2 separate regions of the Mus musculus genome follow, and region 1 is linked to region 2. The links are chromatin contacts, called in public Hi-C maps. All regions are on one chromosome and are shown on one strand. Each heading gives the region's core, a stretch centred on a gene start, on an enhancer-like site or on the middle of the called end of the contact. The rest is flanking DNA. Distances are from core to core; before and after follow the strand shown. Region 1 has its middle 99 kb from the start of Gm48606. Region 2 has its middle 34 kb from the start of Gm36235.

Evidence for each region. A called contact is a pair of places that touch in the nucleus more often than the background predicts.
Region 1: a contact with region 2 is called in a Hi-C map of double positive thymocytes, with 1.6 times the contacts expected there. The contact joins two enhancer-like sites. A contact is called at or near these places in 1 of 39 promoter capture datasets (the C10 cell line), 1 of 15 datasets of contacts at CTCF or cohesin (the NIH/3T3 cell line) and 7 of 484 Hi-C or Micro-C datasets (3T3-L1-derived adipocytes, CD4 T cells, the MC3T3-E1 cell line and 3 more).

Annotation. Positions count from the first base shown.
Region 1 is chr12:16,132,117-16,134,819 of GRCm38.p6, reverse strand. No RefSeq gene overlaps it. Among named protein-coding and RNA genes, the nearest start is that of Gm48606, 99 kb to the left of the region's middle. Within about 2 kb of position 1,404, at least 44 of the 459 cell types and tissues checked have an H3K27ac peak or open chromatin away from gene starts, as enhancers often do. A contact at or near this core is called in double positive thymocytes, where this site is marked.
Region 2 is chr12:16,048,419-16,051,118 of GRCm38.p6, reverse strand. No RefSeq gene overlaps it. Among named protein-coding and RNA genes, the nearest start is that of Gm36235, 34 kb to the right of the region's middle. Within about 2 kb of position 1,413, at least 35 of the 459 cell types and tissues checked have an H3K27ac peak or open chromatin away from gene starts, as enhancers often do. A contact at or near this core is called in double positive thymocytes, where this site is marked.

The DNA.
Region 1 (2,703 bases), core at 155-2,654, 84 kb before region 2:
AGGGAGAGAGAGAGAGAGAGAGAGAGAGAGAGAGAGAGAGAGAGAGAGAGAGAGAGAGAGAGAAACAGGTACATAACGGCACCCACTTCCTCTTTGGTACCTTGCCTGTGTTGCTTCTGTGGCAGGGTCACCTCTCCAGGACTGAGAGTCAGGAAGCTTGCTAGAGATTTCTGAGAGGGATGGACAGCTGCTTCTGACTGTTCTCAGCAGTAGGGGTGCTGAGCTGCCCTCTCCTTAACAGTTCAGACAGAGAGCATGTGTGAGACACGAGGAAGCCCTAGGCTCCCCCACGTATCCACCCTGGGAGAACTCTAGTAGGGCTTTGAGATTCTATATACTGTGATCAGTTGGATGATGTTTTCATATTCCTTCTCAACCTCTTTTTGAATACTGTGATTACTATCCTGGGGTCCCAGAGAAACCCAAGAACACCCTACTCTGAGTATACAGGAAACTGTCTTCTTGAATCAATAATAACAAATTTTTCTTAAGCATGTCAAAGTAAACACAGGCCACAGGCTGGTTCCTAGTTCTCCCTGGACCATGAGAGTGCCTTTCCTTTTTCCATGGACTACCATCCATGGTCTTTGACCTATGCATGTTCAACATGAATTATCCTACATCCTGTCCCTTCACTGTGTCCACACCATCTTGTGGAATGAAACAGTGCACCCTGGAACAATGTCTGATCTTTGAAATGCCTCCCATTATGAGGCTTGATTGTCAAGAACCATACAATAAAGGCAGAATCAGTTACATAACATGTGTGGCCCAATGAAATACTGTAAATTTGAAATCTGATATTCAAATATTACCATGAACTTCAAGACTTGGGAGTAGGACAGTAAAACAAACACACATGCAGCCTTTTCTATTGTATCAGTTTCTTATAATCCCACAGCCCACATGCAGTTACACTCATAGACATGTTCTTAGTTGACCCAGGAGAGTGTAGTGGAGGTAGCATGGCAGAGACTGGGACTGAGAGTGCTAACCTGAGTGAGTATTTGACACTCTCTATACGAAATAGCTGTGAAAACTGCTAATGTTTTCAGCTATATACATAACACAGTTCCTTCCTTGAAGGGAGACTCTAGTTCTAGCCTTTCCCCTGCAGAAGAGCTGACTCAACAAGAAACATGTCTTGTTCATATTTATCTAGGTAATTGTGCTGTGTGTAGGCACTGGGACCCTCCATTTCAAGACTGGTGAACTTTCATCAACCAGCCCACTGCTCATTCTTCCAGCTGTCTAAGGCATTTCTAGCTTGACTAATAACTAGTGCTCCTCCACAGATGGTGTGAGGCTGAACCAACCATCTGCAAGAGTAGCTCCACTTCCTGCCTTGGTGCTGTGTCCTGTGACTGCGTTGTTTTGAGATGAATGTTATCCTTCATCACAGGATGCTTGGGGTGGGGATGTCTTCCGCTGGTGACTTCTCATATTGCTCGTGATGAAATAGCTCTCTGTGCAGGGTTGCTTTGCAGCCACCAAGCAACAGCATCAAGCATTACCAGTAAACCTGGTAGCAGATAATTCAAAGGCTACACTGCCAACAAAGATATGGTCCACTGAAATTATCACACAAGAATACCATTGACCATGTACTGTATCAAAGCTTAATATTGACAATGATACTACAAAAAGCATGTTTGGGGGATTATAAGAAACTGATATAATAGACTAGTCTAATTTGATTTTATGATTTTTTTTTTTAGAAAAGAATATTAGCCCATAATAATCTGTCTACCTGGCTCAAATCTCACCATATATGGTGATGATGTTGGCTTCTAAGCAAAGGCATTGTGTCAATAGCTCCTTTATCTCCTGGATCCAAGAAAAAACAGGAAGAAAATCAATGACAACTTTGACACTTAAATTTCTTTTTCAGTTACAAACAATAGGATATATTTCAAAGATCAGGACTTCTGGATCCTTGGCACTATCATAATTTCTAGTGATCTTTGCAAGAATATGGAGAATGCTGAATCTGCCACATCAAGGTCATGCATTGTCCTTTAGTGGGAAGTGTCCTGATGAAGAAAAATGGTCCCTTCTTTGCAAGTGCGAATGTGACAATGGCACTCAGGAGCTGCAGAGGAAATGGTGCACCTGACATCACACTTCTCTGTGACACTGACACTCAAGCCTCAGTTTGGGAACACAGGCACTGCAGAGTTTCCTCTTTATACTCCTTGAAAAAACTTGTCAGTTAATTTGCTCAGCAATGTTCTCCTTTTAATCAGCCCCCAAACTAGTTACAAATACCATTGTGCAGATGGACTGCTGTAAATCTTTCATGTTTGCCTACCCAGAGTTCAAGTTTGGGGGAACTGAATCCACAAGGACGTATATAAACATATTTGGAAGAGAGGCCTTAACAGATAACTAGGATCATGAAAAGTCACGAGGATGGGGCCCTGTGATGGTGTTAGTGTCTTTAGAACTTAAAGAGAAGAGACTTGAGTTAGTAGATTATTTTGTCTCTCTTGGTGACTTTTTTTTTTTTTTGCCATGTTATAACATAATGAGAAAGTCCACATGAGATTTAGCTCTCATCCTTGGACCTCCTTTCAGTCTCTACAACTGTAAAAATTACTTTTTTTTACTTATAAATTATGCTGCCTTGAGTGCTTCTTTTATGACGACAGAAATTGGGCTACAGTACAGGGAAACTGAATATAAGAATATTCAGTAACTGAA
Region 2 (2,700 bases), core at 164-2,663:
TGTAAACACACTTCTTCATATAACACACACAACACAAACACACACATATGTACACAGATACATATACACTTACACAAGTGCACACACATAATATACACATGTACAAACACACATATATATGCATACATATACATACATACATTTATATACACATGCACACATGTACACACATTACACATGTATACGAATATGTACACACATAAACACACATGTACATACAAACACGATGCACGCCTATCACATGCTTTTCACACACAAACACATGCACAGATACACGTACACAAATTCATCTGAGTTGGGAGAATGCACAGACTATTTCCAAGAGAACAACATCTATGAACAAATGAATTTCTCTGGGATTGTGGACAAATTACACTAGAGAAAGTATCTGATAAGAAACATCTTATTTGATGTAGCTGGTTCATTAAAGAGTTTTCAATGACTTCTTCCAATGTTACCATCTTTGTTCATTTAATATTTCTCTGGGGCTTCAAGATCAATGGACAAAGATGGCTTCTTTGTAACAAGATACAGCAATATCTCCATCTTATTTCCTGGTCAGTGACTGGACTAAGGAGATCGGGAGATCTTTTGCCTAGTGGAAAGAGAAGCAGTGCCTCTGTCTATTCTTTGATGATCGTGTGTTACTGAACAAGTATCTGAGGTCCAGGTTCCCGACTGTGAGGGAGATGAAAAGAACGCAATGCCAGTGAAACAGTGAATGGAAAAATAACAGCTCTCAGCTATGGAATGGACATGAGGCTGAGGGGACCCATATACCCTGGTGGGTAAGACTGGGAGAAGTCAAATCTAAAAATTCCATGAAAATTGACTGTTGGTAGATTTACATTAGCTTAAGGGCTAGAAGTGAGTTCTAACTAAATGGATTTTATGTAAAAATGGACCCTTTCAGAATGTTCTCTTGTTTTTATCCTTGTGATATCCCTACTGCTGGTAGACAGGGGGCACATTTGAGAGGCTTAAAGTGAAAACTCTCTTTACTGCTCTGTGCTCTCATATAATGTGTTTCATAGAAAAGAAGAAGAACTAAAGAACCATATGAAGTATCTTCTTAGTATGAACCTGAAGTTTCAGAACCCGGATCTGATATTGTTGCTCTCTGGTTTTCCAGGTCAAAAAACTGAAAGGCAAGGTCAGAGCATTCAGTCGCATGGCTTCCGCAGCTGCCGCCAGTTTTGTTCTTGTTTGCACTCTGAGTGTGGGTCGCACTGCTCTCTCTCTCTCTCTCTTCCTTTCAAGTCTGCCATGCACCTGCATGCTTCTCTCTATTTGTACATCATGGTTGGTTCTTCCTGCATGACAGTTCCTGATCAAGCTCTACAGATTCTCAATGGAGTGACAGGCGGAGCCTGTGAATGTGGGCAGGCAGTATTTCTTTTTCCACCTGTGTCACCTGTACCAACTGACATCTGTCATTTCCTGCTGTTTCAGGTTCACTGAACCTTCCAGATCAGCAGTGTTAGCAGTCACTCAGAGCATGTCAGGAAGAGAGATCATAGATTATTTTTGGTATTATATTATGATTATACATGTCTTGAAATACCATCCCTGTCATGTGGCGTTCACAAGGCATGGACTGTTAGAAAGCTACTGAGATAGCACTTGTAATAAGGTATATGGGACTGGGAGTGTAGCTCAGTAATAAAGTGCTTACATGGTATGTGTGAGGCCTTGGGTTCTAGCCCCCATCTCTCTCTCTCTCTCTCTCTCTCTCTCTCTCTCTCTCTCTCTCTCTCTCCCTCTCTCTCTCTCTCACACACACACACACACACACACACAGAGAGAGAGAGAGAGAGACAGAGACAGAGACAGAGACAGAGAAAAACAGAGGCAAAGATAAAGAGACAGAGAGAGACAAAGACAAACAGACAGAGAGACAGAGACAAAAGAGACAGACAGATAGAAGAACAAATACACAGAGAGAAAGACAGAGACCGAGACAGAAAGAGATATGTAGACAGAGATAGAGAGACAGACAGAGATACCCACATTCACAGAGACAGAGAGACTATCTTAGAAAGAAGGAAGGGAGAACTACTGAAGGGAGGGAGGATTCTTTGGAGAAGAAAGGAAGATAGGTTGATGAATACAATTAAAAAGTAAGGCAGCCCTTACTTTAAAAAAAAAGTTTAAAAAACAGTAAGGGGTTGGGGAAATGGCTCAGGGCTTAAGAACAGCCACTGCTCTTGCAGAGGCCCAGATTCGGTTCCCAACATCTACACTTAGTGACTTATAATTGCCTTTAACTCCAGCTCCAGGGAGTCTGATACCTTCTTCTAGCTTCCGCTGACACATGCACTCATGTGCACACAGACACCCATCCACATAACAAAAGATAAAATCTGTCTTTTTAAAAATGAGTTAGCTTTTTGTATCTTAACTTGTTATATTAATGTATACTATAATGTATATACAATTTGAATATAGTATGCATATTATTTTTCCAATTTTTATTAGATATTTTCTTCATTTACATTTCAAATGCTATCCTGAAAATCCCCTATGCCCTCCCCCCTCCCTGCTCCCCTACCCACCCACTCCCACTTCTTGACTAATATAATATATTATAAACACATTATAATATAATTATATATTATATAATAATATACTATATTATAAATATATCAAAATAGTATATGATGTGAAGATAACATTTCAAAACTATATAGGTTTCCTTTG